2 separate regions of the Rattus norvegicus genome follow, and region 2 is linked to region 1. A link is a contact called in public Hi-C data. All regions are on one chromosome and are shown on one strand. Each heading gives the region's core, a stretch centred on a gene start, on an enhancer-like site or on the middle of the called end of the contact. The rest is flanking DNA. Distances are from core to core; before and after follow the strand shown. Region 1 holds the start of Pdss1 (decaprenyl diphosphate synthase subunit 1). Region 2 holds the start of Yme1l1 (YME1-like 1 ATPase).

Region 1 (6,176 bases), core at 1,072-3,571:
TGCCTCTTTCCCCCTCCCTCCCTCATTATTCTCTCTGGCCTCTTTCTCTCTCCCTGTCCTCTCCCCATCCCTCTCTCTAGTGATCCCTGTCAGCCTCTTCCCGTTTTTCTCTCTTCTCACTCTCTGTCCCTCTGCCCCTCCCCTTCCCTGCCTTTACTCCCTTTTCAATCCCTCTTCTCACGCCCTAAAATAAACTTCATTTTATACTAGACCCATTGTATAGCTGGTACCAGGGTGGGGGTGGGGGTGTTGCCTGAGCATGGGCCTGCTAAGGCACCCCCTCCTGCCACATCATACTGTGTTTTACAAAACGTATCTTCTAGATTGTGCACAAGACCCCAAATATAAGGAATGCATTACAGACAATGCAAGGGAGACTGAAGAAACTGTGTCCTCTAAATATTGACTCTTAGGAAGGCATAAATACACCAACTGCAAGTTTGCAAATCTATGTTTCTTGTTGTTCTGCACCACACTTGCATTAAAAAATGTTGGGCCTAAAGCTGAACATATTTTCTTATTTTATATTAGGTTCATATGTTGTATACCCCAATTCAATTCATAGCACCCATATCTAACTGCTCCCAAAGACCTACTCCAGCATCAGACGCCCTCTCCTGGCTAGCCTAGTTGGGTCAAAAGAATCATCTATGAATTATGTGGGTTTTCTTGATAGATTATTAGGAGTCAGAGTTTAGCTACACAATAGTGTTGGAAGTCTTAAATGACTTCATCTATATTTTCCAGTTAATCTTGCATCTCAGATACTGCAGCTTGGGGATTTTGTGTTTGTGTTGGGGCTGAGGATCTAACCCTGGGCCTTGACCACACTAGGAAAGTGCTCCTTTGCTCATACCACAACCTATTACAACTTCTTTTTAAGAGCCAGGGCTTTTGTTAAATCTGGATAATTTTTATATTAAAAATGCCCAGCAGAATTCTAGATTGCTGTCCTTCTCCTGTTTCCCTACCTGCAAAGGAAGATAGTTAACAGCAATATGCCACAGGTTGTAGCATTGTCAAAAGAACATGAAACTATTTACTGCTACACTAAACCAGGCAAAACCTACCTATTGGATTATCTCATTCACTCATTCATTCATTAATTTGTGGTGTTGGGATGGAACCCAGGTTGTTGTGCATATTAGGAAAACACCCTTCCACTCAGTCAAAACCTCAGGAAACGTTTTTTTTTTCTTTGACAGTTTCATACATGTACATGTATAACCTTCATTTGTAACATAGAAACCTAATATGAAAATAATGTGCTAAACCTTAGGGTTAACCTTCTTTAAGTGTGTTGCAAAACAAGATGAAAATATGATTCAGAAAATTACAGCTAGTTTATTTCTTCGAGGGAAGGTGGACTGGGAGGAGAGGGGGGGTGATGTAAAGTGAATGACTGAATACATAAATAGGGGAAAAAAGTCAACACGGGAACACAGTAAGTTTCTTCAGTCTCCCCGGTGCTAGCATTGTCTCTCATTGCTTCCACCTAAGATTATGGCAGAATGATTATGAGCATGTATAATCACCTTATGAAACTGTTATAAAAATGCTTTTTCAACATCGGAATAAATCCAACATTCGTCAGGCACAACGAACAAATAAAACATGGACAACGAAAACATTTTCTTGCCAGAGTGTATCCTGAACTGCATTGTATGCATTAGCAAATATTGTTGGAAATGGGGACGCAGGTCGGTAATCTCAGCAGCAACAGGCTGTGGCATAAGGATGGTGAATTTGAACCCAACCTGATCTACACACAGCCAATCTGGTCCACACGGCGAGATCATCTAAAGAAAAATAATATTTTTTTTAAAAATTTTATCCAAGAAATTTACATCCAAGAGTTGATCATTACATCCAAGAGTTGGTCTCCCATATCCAGATATGGACAAAACAGTCAAACTATGCATGTATACATCTCTAAGGCTTTCGGGACAGGGTCCAAAAGCTGAGAAACGAGGTTAACTTAACTTCTGTTTCACAATAACCGTTAGCATAGACTAATTAGAGAAAGTTGGCGCTTCTCCGAACTTAGTATTGCGGAAACCATGGCCTCGGGGTTAGCAGGCACCGGAACCAGATTTCTGCACGCTTTGTCCCGCGTAGGACAACAGTTCGGACGCACATTTCTGGCTAAAAGCGGACGCCGCTACTGGCCGGAGCCAGTGGCTCCGAGGAGAGTCAGAGACGACCCGCGACCGCTCGGAGGACCTGGTAGGACAGGGTGCGGCCTCGCGCTTCCGGTGCCCAGCTTCCGGCTCCGGGTCTGGGCCTGGGGCAGAGGCGGAGCCACCGCCGGCCGCGACTTTCAGACTCGTACCATGGCTCTGCGCTGGTCATGCTGGCGGCGCCGCTGCTCCTGGAGGCCGGCGCTGGTCGGGAGCCCGCGGCCGGCACGCCCTGGCTGTGCAGGACCGCTCGGGACACGCGCCGCCTCGGACACCCGCGCGCAGGTGAGGCCGGGACGCGCGCGCTCTCCGCGGCGTAGAGGTCACTGTGCCAATGACAGCCGGAGACCGAATGAATGGGAAGACGCGCACGTGCTCCGGGGCCTACAGCCCCCTTGGGTGGGACGCTAGGGGAATGGGACTAGTAGCGGGGCCCGAAGTGCGGAGCTGCTGATCGGGCACCGAGGGGACATAGGGGCTGAGGTAGGGGAAGCGTCGGAGCGCAGCCCTGTTAAGAGAGATGCCGGGGCTACTGGGGTGTGTCGGGAAGACGTAGTTCTTTCCACGGATACAACCAGAGCCAAAGGGATCTCTACTCTCGCTTTTCTAGCAATTTCGGATTTCGGATCCCGTTAGCCTCAAAATTTGGAAAGGGTGTTGTGGCGACGCAAAGCGATGCTACTAGCCAGGGTGGACTCGACTAGAGTGCTGCAGGTGCTTACGAGAGAGAACGCACACCTGAAAGGCGCTGGAAGGACACTAGAAGGAGAAGAGCCCAAGGGTGTCACGAGAGACCTATGACTTCTTTGAAGTAAAATTATTATCTGAGTAGTAAGCGTGATTCCTTGAAACTCTCCTACTTTGTTCGATTTCAATTTCATTTTCTCTCGGTCAATTAGCCCTGTAAATGACTCCCCGCTCAGTGTGAGTTGGGTCAATCCATACCTTGGTCCTTACTGATTTTTGAAGTTCGTGGTTTTTCACTTTGGGTTTTGGAGACCTTTCCAGCCACCCAGTAATTGTATGACAGTTCACCTTTCATCTTAAAAAAACAAAAACAAACAAAAACACCCACCTCTTAAACTTTAGTAAGATTTGGTGTACACTTCATATGTCAAACACTATACTAGTACGAAATGTGTAGCGTTTATACATATCTAGTTTATACCAAAGTGGATGCATATAACAAATTATCCAAAAAAGAGTTTGGAAAGAAAATGCAAGCTGATGTAATGTAGAAAGAATAATGAAAAAGAGAAAGAGGGCATGCATGTATCTTAGAGGAAGATAGGCTTTGCAGGGATCCATGTCAATACCTAAGCTAGACTTTAGAGGGCTTGAGGTTTTATCTCCATAGATGCAGACATGTTTTGGAGAGAGATGAATCTACCACAAGATGCCACTGAATACTTTTTGCCTTGGCTGTTTCTAAAAAGGGGAAAAAAGAAAAGACGCCTCAGCCATAAGAAGAGTGCTTTTCTGGAAAGAATCTTTGTCACTGGCATCCACATCTGTTTCCTTGAGCAAAAAGGGAGACTAATTGAGGGTCAAGCATCATGTTTTCTCACCCATGTGCTAATACTTTCTACTCTAAGAATATCAGAACACAGGTGTCTTCTTCAGGTGCAAGTGCTTTCATTACTTCAGGTCTTAAAGACTACAAGCCTTAGAGACAATAATTAAGCTGAATTTGTCTCTCTAACATTGTATTATGCTGTAGCCCAGAGTAGCCTGGAACTTACTGTCGAGCTAAGCATGGCCCCAGATACATCATAGTAGTTTTTCCTCAGTTTCTAGCCCCATCCCTATGCCTAGGGCAGTGCATTAGACCTAAGTGACCACACCCAACTTTGTCTTTAATTCATATTGAGCACTTTCTCTTTAAAAAGTCGATTCTCAACTAGGTCTGTAATACCAGCATTTGGTAGAAATGTAGGAGGATCAGGTAATCTTTGTCTACAGAGTGAGTTGAATGCCCAGCTGGGCTATATGAAAACCTTAAAAAAAAAAATCCTAAGGGGCAGAGTTGACTTTCAAAGAGAATAAATGATATAGAGAAGGAATAGAATCAGAAGTGAAGAAATTATTTTCACTGCCATGTCAGTGAGTCCCAGAACTGGTTGTACATCTTCATTCTAAAACATGGTTTTTTTACCTTCGAAAACACTGGCCCCAGGTAGCTCTAAGTAGAATACAGCTTGATTTGAATAAATATTGTCCTAAATCTTTGCTGTGGAGCTCAGGATGTAAGTGAATAGGTACTGTCTTCAGTGTTTCTTTGGAGCTAGGAGTTATAGTTCAGTGATAGGATACTCATTGGAGGGGTGTGTGTGTGTGTGTGTGTGTGTGTGTGTGTGTGTGTGTATACATATATATATATATATATGTGTGTGTGTGTGTGTGTGTGTGTGTGTGTGTGTGTGTGTGTGTTTCTAAGAGTAGGTATGGAAAGATGTCAAAAAGTGACCCAGATGGAAATTTTTGATATTTTTTCCGAGATCTGTCCTCTAAAGATTGCAATTAACAGTATTTACACTACCTAGTAGCAAAGGGTATTCCATATTAATCATGCAGTTTTAATATTTCACCATTAGGTCTTAGATTGAATAGATGTAACTCTTCTATCAGGTTGTCACTTGCTAGAACTGGAGAGATGGCTCAGCAGTTAAGAGCATTGATTAAGAGTTGATTGCTCTGGGGTTGGGGATTTAGCTCAGCGGTAGAGCGCTTGCCTATCGAGCGCAAAGCCCTGGGTTCGATCCCCAGCTCCGAAAAAAAAAAAAAAAAGAGTTGATTCCTGAGTTCAATTCCCAGCAACCACATGGTGGCTCACAACCATCTCTAATAGGATCTAATGCCCTCTTCTGATGTGTCTGAAGACAGAGACAGTGCACTCACATACATAAAATAAATAAATCTTTAAAAAAAAAAAAAGCTGTCACTTGTTGTGGCAGAATGGTACACTAATGCTAACACAACACTTGAGAGACCAGGCATAAGGATCAGTTCAGTGTCAACTTGAGCTGTGTAGTAAGATTCTGTCTTGAAGCATTGATGGGAGTCATGGTCCTTATTTATATGTCTCATAATAAAGCATTACATTTGTATAAATTAACTACTTAAGGATACCAAAAGAAGTAAGTAGACTGTCTAAAGAGTGGCCTATAATTCTAGCTAGTATGAAGAATGAGTCAGACAGACTGTGAGATCAAAGCCAGCTTGTGCTACATATCAAGACGTCCATCCCAAAAGAGGGGAAAGTGGGCTGTCCCATAATGATAAAATCAAAAGAGAGAAAGAACTGTTGCTGTGCTGTAGGAACATAATTTTCTGTAGCTCATAAATGTTCTTAAATATTTAATGAATAGATAATGCAATAGTGGAGAGCACAGACCCAGTCTTCTTGGCCACTGCTTGGCAAAGTCAACATTAGATATTAAAAGAACACAAGGGGGAAAGTGGGCTGGTTAGGTGACTCTGGGTAAAGGCACCCAGTTGTCAAGCCTGATGACCTGAATTTGAGTCTCATGATCCACATGGTGGAAGAAGAAAACCTTTAAGTTGTCTTCTGACCTCCACACATGTGCCATAGCATGTGCCCATAAGCAAAGATATATGCACACAAAATAAATAAATGAATAAATGTAATTTTAAGAAAGTAGTTCCGGCTAGATGTGGATATGATGGTGCATGCCTTTAATCTCAGCACTCAGGAGGCAGAGGCAGCAAATCTATGAGTTTGAGAGCAGCTGGGAATACATAGTGAGATCCTGTCTTGGAACAAACAAAACTGTAGTTGTGAAGCTCTGTGAAAAAAAAGGTTTTAAAACATAACACTAGGGGCTGGAGAGATGGCTCAGTGGTTAAGAGTACTAACTGAGTTCAAATCCCAGCAACCACATGGTGGCTCACAACCATCTGTAATGAGATCCGATGCCCTCTTCTGGTGTGTCTGAAGACAGCTACAGTGTAATTATATATAATAGATAAATCTTA
Region 2 (6,022 bases), core at 92-2,591, 230 kb after region 1:
TACAAACCACTTCTTGTTTGTGATAACAAAATTTCGGTATTCTGTATGTCAAAGGAAAACATAACCAATACGTATTTAACGGCCTTTTGGATTTTGAAACATGAGTCATGAAATCGTGGCCGTGGCTTCAAGTCTCTGCTTTCAGCCTAGGTTTTCGCATTTGTTTACACTGGCCTGGACACAGTTGGGTATGTTTTGCTATTTTCACTGTGTAATGATTCTCAGGATAAAGAGAAGGGCAGGGCAAAGGAAAGGGCAGACACCAGCTCACTGCAGTCTGCCCAAACGCCAACAGTCAACAAGCAGGACTGTGCAAACTTCTGTAAGACGGGCATTGCAGGCTAGGGCTCCAGGAGCCCCAGAGCTTGTTCAACAACACAAAAAGGAGGTTCGTGAGAAAGGACCATTTAAGACCTTTGCGCTTTTAGACTGCCTACCTTCACCGCGTACAACTTGCTGCCTTTCTGTCCCAGGTACACTTTCCCGAATGCGCCACGGCTAATGGGCTTCACTATAGTGAATTCTTCAATGGAGGGTGGTCTTGGTACTGGGATCCTATTCACGCATTTCTCTGTCGCCGCACCTTCTTCATTCTCCTCACTTCCCGAGGCGGACTCCATAGCTGAACAGTTCGCACTACAGTACTAACTCCCGCCAAGTAGATTCAAATGCTTTCGCCTACGCCGGATGCCTCCCGTGACGTCACCATGCGCCTGCGCTCTGCTGGCTCACTGTAAGCCTGCATAGATGGGTGGGGCTGGCGGCACTGCTGGGCGGGGGCTGCTAGTGCAGGGAGGAGCGGGCGACGCTACTGGGTGGGGTCTGCGGAGCTCTGGGCGGGGCCTGCGGAGCGTAGGTTGGGCCTCAGCCGCGGATACATAGGCTGTTTTTGTGACGGGGCAGTGCATTCGCTAGCCAACGAGCAAGGGGTCTACTAAGACTTTAATGTAGCTCGAGTCTGGTGGGGTCCAAGTCCCAGCCAAGATCTGCAGTTCTCTCTTCTTCCGCGTGAGCCAGAAGCCAGGTCGACTGTTAAAGCAATGGCTAGGGATGAGGTGTGGAAGCTAGCGGAGTCACAGAATGTGGAGAACCTGGGTGAGCCGGAAGCGCGGTTTACCCCGTATTAAATTCAGAAACAGATTAGTAGCGACTAGAAGACCATCCAGTTTATTGTTGGGGGTGTTAAAAATAAATACCTCATAAAACAACCCTAAAGTGAAATAGTACCCGGAAGAGGCGGAGCGCTGACGGGTCGGGGGCGGAGTGAACGTGGAGGTATTCATTTGCTCCGGAAGTACTGTTTCGGTAGCCTCTGGTTTTCCGGGGCAGATGTCGTCGTAGCAGCTGTCGGGAAGGGAAGCCATTTTTTTGTTTTTGGGAGGAGTAAGGAAGAAACTGGGAGAAGAGCGAAGGAAAATAAAGAGAAAATAAAAGGGCTTAGCCCCTTTCCTTTGAGCTGATTTAGGAAGCAGTTTCAGCTGGCGGGAAAGGTCCCGAGGGCCCAGAGATGTTCTCCCTGTCGAGCACTGTGCAGCCTCAGGTGAGCCCAGCATTCAGCCGTTTTCCTGCGGCCCTTTTGCGACTGTTTTCCGGATGCTGTAATAGATTTGGTGTTTCTGAAGCAAATTAGGGAAGGAAGCGACGAACCCAGTGTGAGTCGCGGGCTGAAAAGTAGATCGGGGGACAATGCTGAGAGTATGACCTGACACGTATCCGATGGTTTGCACATAATTTCTGTTGAGGATCCAGGCATTGTTTAGTGTTGGAGATGGGGATTTGAGAAAACAGTGTTCTTTTCATACACCCCATTTTTCCTTTCAAGCCGAATTTAGTTTAAACATACTCAGATAATTTGAATAGCATCACAGTTTCTTTCTTTCTGGCCAGAATTAACTTGTGCACATTTTTTTAATCATTAGATTCTTGCTATTAAATTTTAAAAATTGATTTAAATTTTATATTTTTATTAGGACCCAAATTGTATTACTTTTTCTTTTTAAAATCTTTTTTTTTCTTTTTTTTCGGAGCTGGGGCCCGAACCCAGGGCCTTGTGCTTGCTTGGCAAGCGTTCTACCACTGAGCTAAATCCCCAACCCTACTTTTTTCTTTGGTTCATTAAATTTTTTTGGGGGGGAGTGATAACAATGTTTAATTTTATTTTTTTGAGGCAAGGTCTCACTGTCTTTGCTGTCCTAGTTCTCACTCTGTTCTGGCAAGCCTCTGAAGTGTTGGGATCATGGCTCCTACCACCATCACGCCAGATGGACTGTCAACTTCTTGTCCTGATTGCTTAGCTACTTCTTAGGCAGCATATGTGGATTTTTCCTGGTCACTGGAAGTAAAGATGAACAATAAACAGGAATTTCAGGCAGTCAGAAAAATATAAATAAAAAATCTTGTGAGGAACAAAAGTCAGGCCAGTGTGGCAAGAGCAGAGTGATTAAAAGGAGCAGTGTCAGAGATGAGGTTGAAGAGAAGCCTGGAGCCAGGTAGGGAGTTTGATTCATTTGATTTCCCTGACCAGGTTTTCGTTTGAAGGCTTGCTTTGGCTTCTTGTGTGGAGAAAATGAGAGGGCAGAAGCATATGTGTTCTAGATTAAGAATGTTGTTGTCCTGACACAGGAAAGGTATTCAATAATTGTGGAAAAGAAATTGCTATGTCTAGTCACCTCTAATTTCAGACAAGGTGGGAGGGACAAGCGGATTAGGATTAGGAATTGGCAGCCAACCTGCCTCAGAAAGAGAAATTAAAGTAGAAAAGAAGTAATAGGATTTCACTTGGGTGTTAGTGTAGGTGATGGTGGAAAGTGGTATTTCTTTATTGGTCAGCCTGATGCAGGAAGATGCTGTTTCCTAAGATGGCTGTCTGGGGAACGTTTAGTAATTAACAGTCTGACAGAGACTGTTGACATAATATTAATTATCAAGAAAGCATGAAGAATATATACCATCATGGGATAGACAGCATAACGTGGTAGAAAAGCAAAAGAGCAAGGGGAAAACCCACACTGGTGGCATAAGGGCAGGACTTCCATGGCTTAACTACTTGCTTGTTGTAGGTTTTATACAACCCCATGTAGCACAGGCAGTTGGTTTGTAGTGCTGTGCTATCCTTCCTAGCTAGTCACCTCCCACCTCTTACTGCTGTTCTAATGGAAACTGAATTAAGCATGAATTTTAAAGGGACAATGCCTCAGATCACAGCAAGAAGTATAACACTGACTAATTTTAGAGTCAGGGATTAAGTTAGTTAAATTATTAGACTTGGTTTATAATAGCCCATTATTTTATTCACTCAACAAATGAATATTTAGCATTCTCTATATTCATACTTGTATTGGGATGCAATATTTAATACTGAAATAGAAAAAGCCCTTGCCACATGGAGTTTATCTTTTAGTTGGATAATCTGCTACAACAAAAGAAATTCTTAATTTTTGTAGTCTTCCTCTTGCCAAGCTTTTGTTATATTCTTAGACTTTCTTGAGTTAGGAAGCTTTTGATTTCATAAGCTCCATAGATTACATTGTGTTTGTCCTAACGAGTAACTTGAATCTGCAAATAGTCCCAGAATGGATAGTCCCAGAGCAGATACTTTCATCAAACTGTAATTCCCACTCCTGGAGGCAGTGATTGACTGACCTGCTGGGTGGTGAATTTGTATGCAGAAGGGCTTTGCATCATAACTCGGTAGAGAATGTCCTCAACTGATGTTCTCTCCAGGACTTGCCCTATGTACTTTCATATATTATAGACTGGTAATTGTAAATACAGTGTTTTCATGTGTTCTTGGCGCCATTTCTGATACAGGGAATGAAGGGGCATGTGATGAAGTGAGGAATGTAAAACCAACTGTAGAAGATTTTCAGGCTCTACAGATGTTAGATTTTAAGCAGAAGCATGATCTAGAAGATTTTAATTATGACTCTTTTATCTTTGGTAGTATGTTACAGCTGGGTAAGGGCAGAAACAGGAGATTAGGTGGTGGGATTCAGAGCAAGATGGTGGCAATGGGAATGTTCAAAAATCAGAAAGTTCTTGGTGTGAACTTTTGCTATTAGAACATTAATGTTTGTGAAGCCTTTCTGTGGAAGTGCCTTTTATTTTGCTGCTTCCCTAATAGTTGTTTTCTCAAGTTCTCCATTTGTTTTAAAATTGTGTTGAAGAAGTTGTCTTATTAGTGCACATCATTTGTCGAATTGTCTCCTTAGAATGAGTTCCTAGAGAGTAGACTTTAGAGAATGAGAGTCTATGTATTTCAAATTAATTAATTTTTGTGACAACATCAGTGTGTGGTCCTGGTGGGCCTTGAACTCTATGTAGACCAAGTTGACATTGAATTCAGAGATCTGCCTTGTCTTCTTCCCCATTGCTGTGGTAAAAAGAGTGTACCGCCATGCCTGGTTTCTAACATATCCAAGGTAGTATCATCAAAGAACAAACCAATTTTCTTCTTGTCAGCAGTAAATGAATGTGGACAGTATTTTTGCACGTGTTTGTCTATGCTAATCTGTTGAATGTATATGTGGTGCTGGAGCTCAAACTGAGGTCATCTTTACTTTGCTAGCATGGAGCTATATCTTAGCCTTTCCATTATTTTGACATCTGGTGTATTTTTAACTTTTTTTTTTTTTTTGGTTCTTTTTTTCGGAGCTGGGGACCGAACCCAGGGCCTTGCGCTTCCTAGGCAAGCGCTCTGCCACTGAGCCAAATCTCCAGCCCCGTATTTTTAACTTTTAACAGGTCTTAATTCTGACTAGAAGAAGAAGGAGATTGTTTCTGTTTTTTTTTTTAAACAGACTGCTTAATTTGAACTTTTATTTTTCTCTAGGTTACAGTTCCTCTCAGTCATCTCATCAATGCCTTCCATTCACCAAAAAATATATCCGTTTCCGTCAATACATCTGCTTCTCCAAAACAGCATCGAGATACAGTTGCTGAGCATGAAGCTCCCAGTAGTGAGGTGAGCTAGTTAATCTGAATCTGAACTATATGAGAAAGCCTTTTGGTATGGTGAATTTTAATCACACAGATATTTTCACTTAAGCATTTATACCAATGCTTTCTGCTTTCAGCTAATCTTTGTAACTGAAGACAGCTAATTCTGGCTTTTGTTGTTTGCTGTATGTATTAAGACTATTAGTTTATTTGGTTATTTTAAAACATGACATTATATTTGTTATGTACATAACATATTACTCTTTGTTGATACCAATTAGTTTTTTATAAAAAGAATTAAACTTTTTTAGTTATTTTTATTTATTGTGTATAAATGTTTGCCTATAAATATATATGTAACTGGTGTCCCTGGAGGTTAGATTAGGGTGTCAGATCCCCTGAAACTAGTTACCAGATGATTTTAAGCCACCATGTGGGTACTAGAACTGAATCCTGGTCCTTTGTAACAACAGAAAAAGTGCTCTTACCTGCTGAGCCATTTTTCCAGCCCCTTTTCTTTCTTTTAAAAATAAAATTTAAACATTGACATTTTCATAGTTGTATATATGTTTTGTCATTTTTATCTCATTTCCTTTGAATTCTAACAAGTCCCTTCCCCACCCCCTGCCTGCCCCACACTCTCCTCCCTCATTTTCGTGTCTGTGTTGTTGTGTGGTGTTGTATGGTGCGGCATGTTAGTGACCCACTGAGTTTAACTAGGGTACCTTGTATGACTTACTTCTGGAGAATGGGTAATGTACTAGTGACTGGATCCCTTAGGGAAGTGATAGCATTCCCTCAGCAATCATCAGTTGCCAGTAGCTCTCTGTGGGAAGAGTGGGACTGAGAATGCTCAGGTTAATGACAGTCATTACCGGTGTCTTGAGGAAGTAAGCAGCACAGTAATACAGTCACTGTCTACTGCCTTATTGATAGATTAAATGGGCTGAAATCCTTGTCTCAACCAACCAATTAAAAGACAAAACAACAAAAAGAATAGAGCATAAGTACTTGAAGTTAGACCTGTAGGCCAGGAAACTACACTTTCAGTGTTTTTATAAATAGTGTGCAAGGATTCAGCAAG

Evidence for each region. A called contact is a pair of places that touch in the nucleus more often than the background predicts.
Region 2: a Hi-C map of liver shows a contact between it and region 1, with 4 times the contacts expected there. The contact joins the promoter of Yme1l1 here to the promoter of Pdss1 in region 1. A contact is called at or near these places in 2 of 12 Hi-C or Micro-C datasets (liver and mammary epithelial cells).

The regions. Positions count from the first base shown.
Region 1 is chr17:89,966,173-89,972,348 of GRCr8, forward strand. It overlaps Pdss1 (decaprenyl diphosphate synthase subunit 1), which reads left to right and starts at 2,322. Exons shown (of 11, transcript NM_001400847.1): 1 at 2,322-2,465. The coding sequence starts at 2,334.
Region 2 is chr17:90,194,746-90,200,767 of GRCr8, forward strand. It overlaps Yme1l1 (YME1-like 1 ATPase), which reads left to right and starts at 1,342. Exons shown (of 19, transcript NM_053682.2): 1 at 1,342-1,540; 2 at 4,832-4,963. The coding sequence starts at 1,508. It overlaps Mastl (microtubule associated serine/threonine kinase-like), which reads right to left and starts at 679. Exons shown (of 12, transcript NM_001107369.1): 1 at 438-679. The coding sequence starts at 620.